3 separate regions of the Zea mays genome follow, and regions 1 and 2 are each linked to region 3. The links are chromatin contacts, called in public Hi-C maps. All regions are on one chromosome and are shown on one strand. Each heading gives the region's core, a stretch centred on a gene start, on an enhancer-like site or on the middle of the called end of the contact. The rest is flanking DNA. Distances are from core to core; before and after follow the strand shown. Region 1 holds the start of LOC100217041 (receptor expression-enhancing protein 6). Region 2 holds the start of LOC100282142 (elicitor-responsive protein 1). Region 3 holds the start of LOC103651025 (O-fucosyltransferase family protein).

Evidence for each region. Hi-C and Micro-C count contacts between places; a contact is called where the count stands out from the background.
Region 1: a contact with region 3 is called in a Hi-C map of leaf, with 5 times the contacts expected there. The contact joins the promoter of LOC100217041 here to the promoter of LOC103651025 in region 3. A contact is called at or near these places in 3 of 25 Hi-C or Micro-C datasets (leaf, leaf mesophyll and tassel).
Region 2: a contact with region 3 is called in a Hi-C map of tassel, with 3 times the contacts expected there. The contact joins the promoter of LOC100282142 here to the promoter of LOC103651025 in region 3. A contact is called at or near these places in 3 of 25 Hi-C or Micro-C datasets (ear, leaf and tassel).

The regions. Positions count from the first base shown.
Region 1 is chr3:186,213,931-186,218,942 of Zm-B73-REFERENCE-NAM-5.0, forward strand. LOC100217041 (receptor expression-enhancing protein 6) reads right to left here and starts at 1,658. Exons shown (of 8, transcript NM_001359552.1): 1 at 1,405-1,658; 2 at 75-133. The coding sequence starts at 1,437.
Region 2 is chr3:185,868,558-185,873,513 of Zm-B73-REFERENCE-NAM-5.0, forward strand. It overlaps LOC100282142 (elicitor-responsive protein 1), which reads right to left and starts at 2,384. Exons shown (of 5, transcript NM_001155054.2): 1 at 2,205-2,384; 2 at 1,990-2,055; 3 at 1,678-1,816; 4 at 1,385-1,529; 5 at 947-1,225. The coding sequence starts at 2,271. The coding sequence ends at 1,169. It overlaps LOC103651024 (ribonuclease II, chloroplastic/mitochondrial), which reads left to right. Exons shown (of 14, transcript XM_008676615.4): 14 at 1-142.
Region 3 is chr3:186,053,816-186,058,394 of Zm-B73-REFERENCE-NAM-5.0, forward strand. LOC103651025 (O-fucosyltransferase family protein) reads left to right here and starts at 2,025. Exons shown (of 10, transcript NM_001330525.1): 1 at 2,025-2,634; 2 at 4,063-4,132. The coding sequence starts at 2,248.

The DNA of each region.
Region 1 (5,012 bases), core at 408-2,907, 160 kb after region 3:
AGTACCAACTTCCAAGGAGCACAACACAGAGATAAACATGTTAACATTTCAGAATTTTTTCTATAACTAAGTACCTGGCTGTACGCATGACTATGTTAGAGCTTAGCGGTGCCAATAAGAGCCGCAGACCAACCTGCGAATACAGTTTTAACACAAATCATAAATATCTTATGTTGCAATGAAATTTTTTAGAAATTGTGAACTCTATGAAAAATCTATCCTGAAATCATTAAAAAGGTTAGGTATCAACACAATCCACAGTTCAGGAATTTTGAATATTCAAGTGTTATTCAAAGGCACTAAGAGCACTTAAATTCCATGGATCAACCATTAAATTTTAGGCCAAAGAAAATAAAAGAACCATCAAAATGAATAAGGTTTCATAAATAACCAAATACCATGGTGCTAGTGGAGCAACACACTATTGGCATGTGACTGGGTGTTACAAATTTGCTACACACAGGGTATTTTAAATCCAATTCATGTGCACTCTTGAAAGGCATCAAAACTAAAATTTAACCGAATACATTAAAACACAAAAGTCATTATCCATTCAGTCAGCTTTGGCGAATATTAATATGTAACCAGGTGTGTTCATATCAGAAATCACGAATAAGCTCGCATGATGATTAACAAATGAATTAATATTTGAAAGTCACATTTTCCCATAATGGGCCAGCCATTTTCACTAATATATTACTGATTTCTAAACATAATGACAAAATACACTGCAAGTTCAATGGCGGTTACAGGACTGTCCCAGTTCTCACAACAATCAATTCAGCCCTTCAGGGCTTGTTTGGAAGCGAAAATACCGGAGGGGATTGGAGGGGCTAAAATCCCCTTGCCATTCAAAATTAAATAGCAAGGGGATTTTTAGCCCCTTCGATTCCCTCCGGCAGTGTTTTAAAGGCGTCGTCCAGGCGCCTTGCTCGCCTACCTCGCCGCCTAGTGTCTTGCCTCGCCAAAGGGCCTCCGGTATTCTTGCTCCCAAACAAGCCTTCAGTAACGGGGCAAGAAGGTAAATTTCGGGGCACAATGGCTAGGATTCCCACATTCCCTAGGAAAGGCAGCCATACTTGGCTCAAGCCGCACGGCAGCTTCATAACCACCGAACAGAAACTCCCTGTTTTGCTCCACGATCTGCCGCAGCCCTTCGGTTCAAAACATTCAACCGCGCTCAATCCCAATCTGCACATTCGTCCCCACTACCCCAATCTGCACATTCGTCCCCCTACCCAAACCCAGCTGACAGAAACCATACACGGTTAATAAATTAGCACAGCTGCACGACAACGACATCCCAATCCCTCCGGAGATTGAGAGGGCGCGAGATCGCTCGAGAGGCACGGTGATCCAGGATTCCAGGTTTCCGTGGGAAAGCGGAGCGGGAAGGGCAAGTACCTCGCCGGAGATGGCGGGGGCGAGGAGAGCCATGGGTCGCCGAGGAGGAGCTGGAGGTAGGCAAACAAGTCGGTGTACAAAACCCGGCGCCGCAGCGGCTCCCTGGAGAGCGAGGGATCCGCCGCGATTTGGGCTCTGTGCGGCAGAAGAGAGAGAGAGAGAGGGGCGCCGGGGCGGGAGGTGGGGGGACCGGGGGAGGCGGCAGCAACTCAACGCGACGGCTGGAACGGGAAAGCTAGGGAGGATGGTTATTTGCGGCCCGGTCCCCGAACTGTCCACGATTTAAATGTCTGTGTCTGTCTCCACTCTCCAGCAAATGATGTATAAGAGCATCTCCAAGAGACTAGCTAAATAACTCTCCAAGCTAAATTTTAGCTACTCAATAGCAAAATAACTCTCAAACAGATTAGCTATCTGACTCGCCAAACTATCCGACTCTTCAAATTAACTCTCTCACTAGCCAAATTTGGTTAGTCACCTGACTAGCCAAACTAGATATATAGTCTGTTGGAGTGAGATGCTACATATAGAGTGTAATCTTTATGAAAAGTTAAATAGATAGTCAAATATAGAGCTAAAAATGAAGAGTCTCTTAGAGATGCTCTAATACCGCGTAAAACACCGCTTTAAATTGTAGACAACATTATTCATAATAAATTTTGAAATATAAAATATATAGAAAATGAAATAGAGAGGTGTTTATTTTCCCTAACTAATGTTTAGTCTGTGTCACATTAAATATTTAACTATAAATTATAAGTATTAAATATAGGCTTAATTAGATTTAATAAATTTGTTTCCTCTTTTAGTTCTCGTCTTTGTAATTAGTTTTATAGTTAGATTATATTTAATATCTGTAATTATTAAATAAACATAATGTGATAAAGACTAAATTTTAATTGGGTGGAACCAAACAACCCTATTAGAGAAATTTCAACATTAACCAAAAGGTAAGGTCCCAAAACATGACAATTGGGATCTTCTTAAAAGTATGAAATCCAAAAAAGTGTAACTCCAACAACTCTTAGGGCTACTTTGCAAACACCATTTTCCAAGGGATTTTAATTTTTCCAATGAAAAATAAACTAATTTCCTTTGGAAAAATGAAAACAAGCCCTTAATAATTTTCCTAAAGTGTTTTGAATTAGTCCACGTGGGTCTCGTGGGCGTCTCCGTCCTAGTCGAGAATTTTGCAATCATGGCACCGCCAAGGGCGGGCTTCAGAAACATGGCACGCCCATCGCGACAATTGCATTCGTGGCATTATAATCCTAGACGATTTGAACATTTAGCATCGGACCCTGGTAATGGTCATTAGCTCATGTCACTTTCCCGTTTTGCCCTCGCGCCGTTTCTTACCTGGGCGCCGTCCCTCTGCCGTTTTCTTACCTGGGCGCCGTCGTCTTCCAGTTTCGTTGAGTTGCCTTCGTCTTCCTCCCTCATTTCTGAGACCCGCAGCTCACTGCCAGCGTCCCCTCGGTCTTCCATTGTCTCCCCTGTCACCCTTCCACTAGCCGGATCCTGCTCCTGTGTTCCTCCCTGGAATCCGTTCGTCGCGAGCTTCAAATGCGGCCCGAGCGCCATGGATCTGCCCCGAGCGGCGTTCGTCCAGCAAGCGAGTCACCGGACCCTGCGCGCCCAGTTGAGGTAACTGATGATATGCAGTAAAATAGGCGGCCTGTTTAGCGTATGTTTTGTGTGTAGTGAACTAGAGCCGAGCTAGGCGTATTTTGTGTGCAGTGAACTAGGCGCCCAGCTGCCATTATAGTGTTTGTTGAGTGACATGGAGCCGAGCACCCATTTAGCATTTATTTTGTGTGCTGAGTAATATGAATGATCCTATGAACGACGAAACGACTACCTGCATGAACGAAGAAAATGAGTGGGCATTGACTTGTATTCCCACAGAGCATACAGAGATTAGTGGTTTTAATGAATTATAGACAATTTAGTAGATATATTGTATATTAAAACTATGTTTGGTGAATAGGGGAGTGGCCATGCAATGCATGATGTCGATTGGGATTCAATACTTGTAGAAGAAACCAACAATGAAGAAGGAAGAAATGATGTGACTAGTGAACACGGTCTATATTTTCAGCTTGGTTTAGACAATCAAGATGATAGAAGGGAAGATCATTCAAGTGGTTGCCGTTTTGGAAATACCAACACATGTGAAGATGAATTGGGAGCAGGAATTCCGTGTACTGATTCAGTGCTTGATGAAAATAGGACAATATATGATATGAACAATCCAGTTATGGAGCCTGGCAGCCTATATGCAACAATGCACCACTTCAGACTTGCAATAAGACAATACGCCATAAATAAAGAATTTGAGCTTGGAATAGAGGCAACCAATAAGACTAGATTCAGAGGGTATTGTAAAGGGCCAGATTGCCCTTGGAGCATTCATGCTAGACTGGAGAGGAAAGGGGCGCCAACAATTCAAGTAAGCTGAGAATATAGCTAATTGTACTGTATATGTGCTTTATATCTACCTTTGTACTCGTGGTTACATGCTCATGACACTGTAACTAATTTTCAGGTAATTGTATTGAATGACAAACATACTTGTACGTCTAGTGGTAGACGTAAGACCACTACACCGACAGGAGCTTGGGTTGCGGCACGTGTGCTTCCGTTATTGATGAAGAAGCCTCATATGGGAGCTAAGGAGCTACAAACCACATTGCAGGACACTTTTGGTTGTACAATTGCATATGACACAGTTTGGCATGGGAAAGAGAAAGCTTTGAAGGAATTGTTTGGAAGTTGGGAGGAGAGCTTTCAGCTTCTATGGCGTTGGAGAGCAGCAGTAATGGAAAAATCACCGGATAGTGTCATCGAGCTTGATGTTAAAATGGATGAGGGGCGTCCTTTCTTCACTCGTTTTTTTGTGCGCTCGGTCCATGCATTTCTGGTTTCAAGGGTGGGTGCCGACCATACCTTAGTGTTGACTCGACAGCTCTGAATGGTAGGTGGAATGGTCACCTTTGTTGTGCAATAGGTGTCGATGGGCACAATTGGATGTATCCAGTAGCCTATGGATTTTTTGAGGCAGAAAATACAGAAAACTGGACATGGTTTTTTAACCAGTTGCAGAAGGTTGTGGGGGATCTACCTTTGCTAGCTTTGTGTTCATATGCTTGCAAAGGTCTGAAAAATGCTATGAACAATGTCTTCCCTTATGCCGAGAAAAGGGAGTGTTTTAGGCATCTCATACAAAACTACATAAAGCAGTTTGGTGGGTCTGAGTACATGTATCCAGCTGCAAGAGCTTATAGGAGAGAAGTCTTCGAACACTATTTCAGCAGCATTCAAGAAATACCAAGGGTAAGTAGTTGGCTAAAGGAGCATCATGACTATCTTTGGTACCGAAGTGGCTTCAATACGGATATCAAGTGCGATTACGTGACTAACAACATTGCTGAGGTTTTCAACAATTGGATTAAGGATTGGAAGGACCTGCCTGTTTGTGATTTGGCTGATAGGATTAGGGAGGAAATAATGGAGATGTTTCATAGGAGGAGGAGGATTGCACAGAGGTTACAAGGAAGGATTTTACCGTCAGTTCTGCATATCCTACACGCGAGAACAAGAGGTTT
Region 2 (4,956 bases), core at 1,134-3,633, 180 kb before region 3:
CTGAACACGCATGCAACATTTTTGTACCTGAATTTGGTACCTCTGACGTTGTCGGCACATTCTGCTATATTTGAACACTGAGGTGGATGATCGATGTACAGAATAATAATAATTCCAATATCATTTCCTTATATGCCCTCAATTATTTAATTGTAATATACTCCTTCGGTTCTTTTTTATGTGTCGTGGTTTAGTTTAAAATAAACTAGCGGGATACGACAAATATTCGAGGTTATTCGAGGTTCTTTTTTATCTGTCGTGGTTTAGTTTAAAATAAACTAGCGGGATACGACAAATATTCGAAAGCGGAGGTAGTACTAGTTTGAACACTGCAGGGAATGTCCTATTATTCAGCACTTTATAAGGGATACCCAGATGTTTCTAGGGTGCAGCCGTTCAGGGTGCTATTATCATTGGACTGTAAAAAATCACATTGTGCCTGAAGTGAAAATAAACTAGCAGAGGTGTTCGGTTCTAAGGTTGTGGATAAATTCTATTTGTTGGATTTAGATTAGACGAATGTTATTTGTTGTTTAAAAATAAAGCAAAAAATCAGGCCACTTTCGTATAAAATATCCCCTCATGTATGCCGTAGATCCCATTGCATGCAAGTTTACTTTTTAATTGGGTTGCTTGCATGCTCCTTTTGAAATCCATTCAAAAGTAGGGTTTTATCTGTGGGCTCCTATTGATGTTGCTCTAAAGAATCTCTTGGAATTGTTCAGTTAACGTGCCAACTTATTAACTGGCTTCTTGTTGGACTGTTGGATTGAGTGAGTATTCATCCCCGACCATCCTCTCGGGTACATGGAATCTGTCTCCCTAGATTCGTTGTTCATTGTTACTTCTTATCAACCAAATGGTAATATCTTAGATTTAGAGTCCCTTGGGAATTAACTATATACCTATTCTCCACCCTGTTCCCCACTGAAATTAACTAGAACCATTTCTGACACAGAATCAAGAAGCTTAGGGAGTCGATCAACGGGTTTGACCGGTCTTCAGTACAGACATGATTTCCAACGAGATATGGTTGGATTGAATCATTGAATTGAACCCTAGAAATGTTAGGCACAGATTGCTCGTGGACATAAACAAAAACTACATCCAACCCGAAACACCACCAAGCAACCAAAGAACTTGAGAGAGTCCACGACGCCTATCACTTTCACTGATTAAAGCTACTGTGCCTCCATCCTCCAATTGCTCCTCCATCTTCCTGAACCTGAAATCGCGGGCGGCAACAGGCATCCGATTAAACTGGCGTGTCAGGAGGAGAAACTCAGCGGCGGCACGTAGCATTCGATTGGCTCCAGGCCTCCAAACACGCTGGCATCCATGGCCACGACCACGACGCTTCGAAGCAAATACCGTACGTACGTACCTGGGTCTGGGTGGAGGTGAAGGTGATGGCGACCTTGATCTCGCCGTGGTACGTCTTGTCGGCGAGGACCACGTTGTGCTTGGCCGCGTTGAGGTGGTACGTGCCGCGCTCGGCGCCCAGGCTGACGATGTCCGTCACGTCGATCCTGCAGGGGCGCGGTCGCGCAGACGGCAGACACCTCGATCAGTTCAGTTTATTCGACCGGCGGTGCGGTTGCGGTTGCGGTTGCAGGACAGCTGGTCCTGATGGCAGTGGCAGAGACGCAGATCTCATTCGGGCAGGTAGGCACTCACGTCGCCTCGCCGAGGAAGTCGTCGCTGGAGAAGTTGTCGTGGTCCATGATCCGGAGGATGAGCTTGTGCTGCACGTTGGCCGCGGCCGAGTTGATCTGGAACTTGAACACCTCGTTCCAGCACGGGTTCCTTCCTTGGTCTGTGGGAAACCGGGATACGATATATACACACGCACAGAGGTCAGGGGTTGTTCAGTTATTAGAGGATAGATCACGATATCGGGGTGCGTTAGGAAGAACCGGCACGCACGCACGCCCCGACCCCGAACCCTGCCGCCTGATAAGAAGGAACACAAGAAGCGCTAGCGCTGACCTCGGGCGACGCTGCTCTTGCGCTCCTGGCTCCGGTACTGCATGATCACGTAGGGGTCCAGCTTCCCTGCAGTAGCAGCGGCGACAACACGATGCGCAGCTCAACGTCAGGACAGGACACCGGACGAACAACCAAGAACACACGCCCCAACGCGAACGCAGTTCACGCGCGCGCAAGGGGGAGAGAGTGGGAGACCGACCCACGCACTGACGCACCTAAGAAATCGTTGCCGGAGAGCCCCTTGGCGTCGACGAGGTGCACCTCCAGGACGCCCTTCCCCATGTTCTTCTTCCTCCTCCCCCTCCCTGGCGCGCTGTCCTCTCCTCCAGGTGGCGTTGGAGGCGCTCTCTCCTCTCTTGCGGCGGCGCGGCTCTATGTAACTAACGAAGATGGCTGACCGGGAGCGCGCGCGGGCGCGCGTATTTATCGCCGCCTCGCCTCACTCCCGCTGCCTTGGCTAGTTGGCTGGCGGCCTGGCGCTGTCCAAGTCAAAGCTCTGAAACGGTCTCGCAAGACCCGCCATCGCGAAAGCAGAGCGAACGCACGCCTTTAATCCCAGTCCACCTCATCGACCCTTTCTCGTCCATGCAAAGATGCGTTGCGCTTGCGCGGCGCGCCCTCCGTTTGTTCTGCCAACTTGGCCTCTTCTGCGCGAGCAACTCGCCGTGCGTCGTGTTGTCTTCTTCGTGGAAGCCACGGCCCCAACCACCGGATGCTTCGTTGTACATATAGACCCGCGGCGAAAACATACGGCGCCTCTTGCGCGGTGTATACTCCGACGTCGTCGGTTCATACACAACTTTCCAGCAAAAATAAAAAATAATAAGTAGGTACAATTCTACCGAGTTGAAGTGTGTATTTATATAGAAAAAACATTAATATGTAGTACTGTTAGGTTTTTTAATTAAATATATTTTTATCAGTATACCTGTTCTTGTCAAAATGATATTTTTTCCCTATAGTCTAGTTAAATTTAGATGGTTTTATTAATAAAAAATTAAATTGTACGCTTTTTTTTCCCGGAACAGCGATTGGATTTGTTGTCACGGTGCAGGACCGTCGCCGTCGGTATGTAGTACGCACGCGCAATCTGTACAGCGTTACTTGTAGTTCGGACTGTTTGATTTGTGGGCTATAATAAAAAATCTAGAGACGTTTGATCATTCTTACGCGGGTAATTTGTTTGTTTTTTAGGTCGCTACGGAGAATCCGTTCAACTAAAGGCTACTCGGTCACTAGTCTCTGGTCATCTCTACACAATACACATAAGATTTGCTGGAGTGGCGTCTGTATCTTACGTCACCTATCATTGGTTTACCCCCGTTTTTTCTATGAAAATAAATGGATTTTTTAAGACAACATCCGAATTTCTTTGACTATACGAAAGCTAGATTACTGTGTTCTACAGAAGCCTTTGAATGCAGGATTGGTTTAGCTCATTCAAACGGCATAAAAGAACTATAGCAAATAGTTGGCAGCAGACAACCATGGCATTTGGCACGCCTCTCTTAATAATACAAGCACAGAAGATTCAGCCAACCATGGAACCAAGCCTGTCGTAACTTTTTCTTGCCAAACCCTTGCGCCCACAAATCAGGCTTTATTGTTACAAAATGAGCGGATCCATGCTGTTTCGCAACATGTGGGACGCACATAACAAAAGAAACTAAAAAAAAGCAATCTGACATTCCAATAGGAAGCTTAGCAGTTCCCTTTAAATTTCTACTCCTACATCACTTTTTGCGTTACATCATTGTCGGCGTTTCGAGACCGGGGGGTCCCTGGACCGACGAGTGAATGTCGCCGCGTGCCCCAGCCCAGATGGGTCGAGCGCGGGGGCGAGCGCGAAGGGGGGAGAGCGAGGCGGCCGGAGACCGGCGTGAGAGAGGTGGGAATCCCGCGGCCTTCGTGTTCGTCCCGCGCCCAGGTCGGGTGCGCTTGCAGTAGGGGGTTACAAGCGTCCACACGGGAGAGGGAAGCGAGCGGCTCCAAGCGAGCGCCTGTCTCGTCCTCGTCCCCGCGCCGCCAACCCTCTCTAAGAGGGCCCTGGTCCTTCCTTTTATAGGCGTAAGGAGAGGATCCAGGTGTACAATGGGGGGTGTAGCAAAGTGCTACGTGTCTAGCGGAGGAGAGCTAGCGCCATAAGTACATGCCGTTGTGGCAGCCGGAGAGATTTTGGCACCCAGCTGGGGTGATGTCGTGGCCGTCGAAGGAGCGATGGAGCCTGGCGGAGGGACAGCTGTCGGAGCGGTTGGGTCCTTGCTGACGTCCTCTTGCTTCCGTAAGGGGGCTGAGAGCCGCCGTCGTCACAGAGTACGCGGGGCGCCATCATTGCCTATCTGGCGGAGCTAGCCAGATGGGACGCCGGTCTTGTTTCCTGCGGCCCGAGTCAGCTCGGGGTAGGGTGATAATGGCGCCTCCTGTTGACGTGGCTGGCCTGCGCCCTAGGTTGGGCGATGTGGAGGCTCCTCCGAAGCCGAGGTTGAGTCTGTCTTCCGTGGCCGAGGCCGAGTCCGAGCCCCTGGGTCGGGCGAGGCGGGGGTCGTCGGCTGAGGCCAGGGCGGAGTCCGAGCCCTGGGGTCGGGCGAAGCGGAGTTCGTCGTCTTCTGGGACTTAGCCCGAGTCCGAGCCCTGGGTCGGGCGGAGCGGAGTTCGCCGTCTTCTGGGACTTAGCCCGAGTCCGAGCCCTGGGTCGGGCGGAGCGGAGTTCGCCGTCTTCCGGGACTTAGCCCGAGTCCGAGCCCTGGGTCGGGCGGAGCGGAGTTCGCCGTCTTCCGGGACTTAGCCCGAGTCCGAGCCCTGGGTCGGGCGGAGCGGAGTTCGCCGTCTTCCGGGACTTAGCCCGAGTCCGAGCCCTGGGTCGGGCGGAGCGGAGTTTCCTATGGTACCTTCGGCAGGGCCTGACTGCCTGTCAGCCTCACTCTGTCAAGTGGCACCGCAGTCGGTGTGGCGCAGGCGGCGCTGTCC
Region 3 (4,579 bases), core at 775-3,274:
ACCCAGGGCTCGGACCGACCACGTCACAGGAGGGGCCATCATTACCCTACCCCTAGCTAGCTCAGGCTACGGGGAACAAGACCGGCGTCCCATCTGGCTCGCCCCGGTAAACAAGTAATGATGGCGCCCCGTGTGCTCCATGACGACGGCAGGCTCTCAGCCCCTTACGAAAGCAAGGAGACGTCAGCAAGGACTCGACAACCCCGACAGCTGTCCTTCCGCAAGGCTCCAGCGCTCCTCCGACGGCCACGACATCACATGAATAGGGTGCCAAAACCTCTCCGGCTGCCACGACGACATGTACTTAGGGCACTAGCTCCTCTCTGCTAGACACGTTAGCACACTGCTACATCTCCTATTGTACATCTGGGCCCTCTCCTTACGCCTATAAAAGGAAGGTCCAGGGCCCTCATACGAGAGGGTTGGTCGCGCGGGAGAACGGGACGGTGCGTATAAGCCTCTCGCTCCCTCCCACGCGGACGCTTGTAACCCCCTACTGCAAGCGCACCCGACCTGGGCGCAGGACAACACGAAGGCCGCGAGTTTCCCCTTTTGCCTGTCTCCTCCCCCCCCTTCGTGCTCCGTCTTGCGCCGACCCATCTGGGCTGGGGCACGCGGCGACAATTTACTCGTCGGTCCAGGGACCCCCGGGGTCGAAACGCCGACACGCGTCGACGAGCGCCGGTCGGCTTGTGGCTGCGACCGTGGGCGGGGGCAACAAGTTGGGGAGGAAGAACATGGCGAAGACCGGGAAGATGAACGGGACGTCCGACGACCGCAAAAACGATGGTGCACGCATGAGGTGAAACGTCCTCATGGACGTGCAATAGCCACTGCGGGAGTTGGTGTCGGGGCTGGTGTCGGTCGAATATGGGGAGGAGGCACATGCTCCTACGCCCTCTGCCGAGAATGGGGTGGCACGGAGATGGAGGCATGAGGGGAGAGAGGAAAGAAGTAGAATGACGAACGAGGTGGTGTCAACTGAGGCGATGACCATCATTATCGTACAGAGGTATAGATGGCCAAATAGACCGTGTCTGACGAGCCGGCCCGAGACACGATCCATTTAGTAGTGCCTGGGCCAACTCGGCACGAGCGTCATACGGTGCTTGAGCTGTAGCGTCGGCCCGTAGTGCTGGCCCGATCCGACACACGATTATTTTTTTTATTTTACAAAAAATCATATATACATATGTATAATTTATATTCAATATTATAAAATCATATATACATATGTACAATTTATGTTCTTCTGGTTAGACACATTTGCCAAATGTCTCACACCCTTCTTCCATCAGGGTGTGGGTTTAAACCCTACCTCCTGCATCGTTTTTAAACATTTTACGCTGAGTTGATTTGGAAGAAATGTAGAGTTTTTTTTTAAAAGATGGCGCAGGACGACTGTTGAAACTGATGCTTTAAGTATAGTAGAGATTTTTGTATATACATATTTGTTAAACTACTTTCTTTAAAAGTTCTCACCTCTGATCAACGTCCTCTATCTATCAATGTCCTCTATATGTTAAATATTACATTAGAGATACATTTTAATGTTTTTTATATACATATTTGTTATATCCCCGAATCTCTTATATAAATTTGAGTTTTGCTTAATTTGTTGAAATCATACACATGGATAGAAAAGAAAAAAAAGATAGTTTCTGTATACAAATAAGACAGCATATTTAGCATAACAAGATTAGAGAAACATTTTTAATAAACATATAGAGCGGAAAATTTTATAAATATAAGAGAACGGTTTACGTGACTTCGTTGGAGTCAGTCTGAAAAAGAACACCCAAAAGCCAAATCGCCGTCACTCGGTCAGCGCTACCGCTACGGCGTGCGACCGAACCCACGCCTCAAAAGCACAAAATTTCTGAAATCCGACGCACCGAAACCACCAAGGCACCAACCCAACCGCACCGGGCCACTAACCAGCAGTCCAGCACTGTGCCACCCACCCGAGAGCGGTCGAGTCGAGCCCCGAAACCCGCCCGGCACGGCGCACGCGAACGCGGTCACGCGCCGCGCACATGTGCCCCCGCCGTCTCCCCGCAAAAGCGCAGCGCCACCGTCCCGCCGCCGCCGCCGCCCGTTGGTTTCCTTCGTTTTTTTCCCGCTCCACGCCGCCGCGGAGGCGCGATCGCGTGCGAGAAGCCCTAACTCGAGCTCTGGACTCCAGCCCAGAGCCCGGGCGACGCGTGGTCGCCCATACTCGGAGGTCCCGGGTCCCTGGAGGCTTCGATGCAGAACCACGCGTACAGCCGGCTGGGCATCTCGGGGACCGGGGCGGTCGTGCCGTCGCCTCCGTCGTCGCCGCGGCGCGCGTGGGGGAGGAGGGCCTCGGCGAAGGGAGGATGGTCTGCGAGGGCCAGCGCGGACGCGGGCTGGGGCGGGGGCGCGGTGCGGAGGGTTGCGCGAGCGGTGCTTGCGGCGCTGCTGCGGCGGCAGGCTGTGTTCCTCTTTGCGCCACTGCTGTACGTGGCGGCGATGCTGCTCTACATGGGCTCTATCTCGCTCGACAGTGTGCCCCGCATCATCCCGCGCCCGGCGCCCGGGTCAATGTACCGCAGCCCGCAGCTCTACGCCCGTCTCCGCGCCGACATGGACGCCGATAATGCCACCGACGCGGTTAGTTACTCCTGCGCATGAGCACCCCCATCTACTGGACTGGGATTTATGCTTGTGGTGGAAATATTTAGTGGTTTTGTTTGATCGGGTGTCAAATTTCTGGTGTTCCGTACTATTGTCTGACACACCTAACAGTAAGCATGTTAACTAACCGAGCAGAGACACTGAAGTGTGTGCTTGTGAATTTATTTTAGTGACAGCTGATTCGGTCGAAGTTTTGGATTGAGTTATCTTCTAGTTGTTGGAGAATGACAATAAACTCATATAAATATGTGTGGACTGTGGAGTACCGATTTTATATTTTATAAGCTAGTTCGGGCATGTGTGCAGTGAATGACAAGACCAAACCGATGTCATTTCACCAGTTGATACCTGTTTCAGACTGTGGGGATCATGGAATATTATTCAATCACAATGGTTGGCTTGGTCAGAATCATATCACTGGATATGGGAATTTTGTTAGATCAACCGTTGCGACAATACAATGGTGTGTTTACATATCACCTTTTTGTGTATAGTTAAAAAACCTGGAGTAAAATACACAAAAGTTTGTGTACAGGTAATTTGTGTAATACCTCCCATTTGTGTTTTTTATAATCCACATTTTTTGCTGTTATAACACCCTCAATGCTTGACATGTTCTCGGTGAATTGCCAAATTCATTATAGTCCAAAAACAGAACAAGTTTCCTCAGATTATATTATTCAAATGCATGGAACTTTGGTAAATCAAATTACCTTCTCAACTCCTAGATACTCTGTATCTTAGGATAACTAAGTTATAGAACAAGTTTCCTGACATTATCCTCGATGAATAAGTTGAACTGTTCTAGGTTGATCCTGCCACCCCAGCAGCTTTTTTAGTTTCCTGGTGTTAGTTTCTGTCAGTTGGCTGGTTGCTATGATCTCTTGGTTGTTGCAGCCTGAACTCTGTATTTCTGTTATGAAAATAATAGAAATGGGGTCATCCTCGTATAAAAAAAGCGATAGACTGATTTCCCCATAGTTTAAAGGTCTATGGCAGATAATAACATATGCATCTGCCCTGTTGTTATATCAATACCTTTGTACCTAATTCTCTTGGTAAGAAGGCATATGTGTTTTGTTATCTTCAGTTCTTCACATATGGTGTATAAAATCTGCAACATTTTGTCTGCCGTTGTGGAATGGTTTAGGGCTAGGGTAATGGTATTCTACTGTTTGTTGGATACTTGAATTTGTTGTATTCGTTTGCATCATCTCAGGTGCCAGATGTTACAATGTAGTATATTCTTCATGGTACAAAATTGTTGTTTCGTTCTATTGCTTGGAACTTGTCATTTAACTTGTCCTGCTCCTGCCCCAATTTGCATGTTTATCTTAAGTTCAATTGTGGATGTTTTGTATTTGTGTTTAGTTTTATTCATAGTGATATTTCTGACTTTTGTAGCTAGCAGCTGTATGGCGGCATGCTTACAGAGGTGGTGTTTGGAGACCTTGCATAAGCAATAATACCAATGGTATGCCAATTTTCTTTTTCATGTTACAAGTCATATTTAATAATTCACAAGCTGCAATATTTCAAATAGTAGTCTATTCATGCTGACATGTCTGTTGATTTCAAAAGAAGCTAGCTTGTTCCATTCTTCAAAGGTACCATTCACTGTGTTCGGGTTTAGGTTACCTGATTATTATTATATGGTGATCCAATTCGATAGATCTTATGTGCAGTTGTGTATTGCCAAGTGCTAAAGGTCCATGCATATGGTGCCTTTTATTGGTTCAGTTGCAGCTTATGGCCTCTAAAATATTTCTTTTCATAAAAATGGAACATTCTCAGCAGTGATTTCTGTATTAAAACTTACATCACAACATAGGCTTGGGACCTATGTTGAAATTGTAGTTCTTATTAAAATGTTGAAGTATCAAATATTGTCTAAAATTTATGTTCTCATCAATGTTATCGG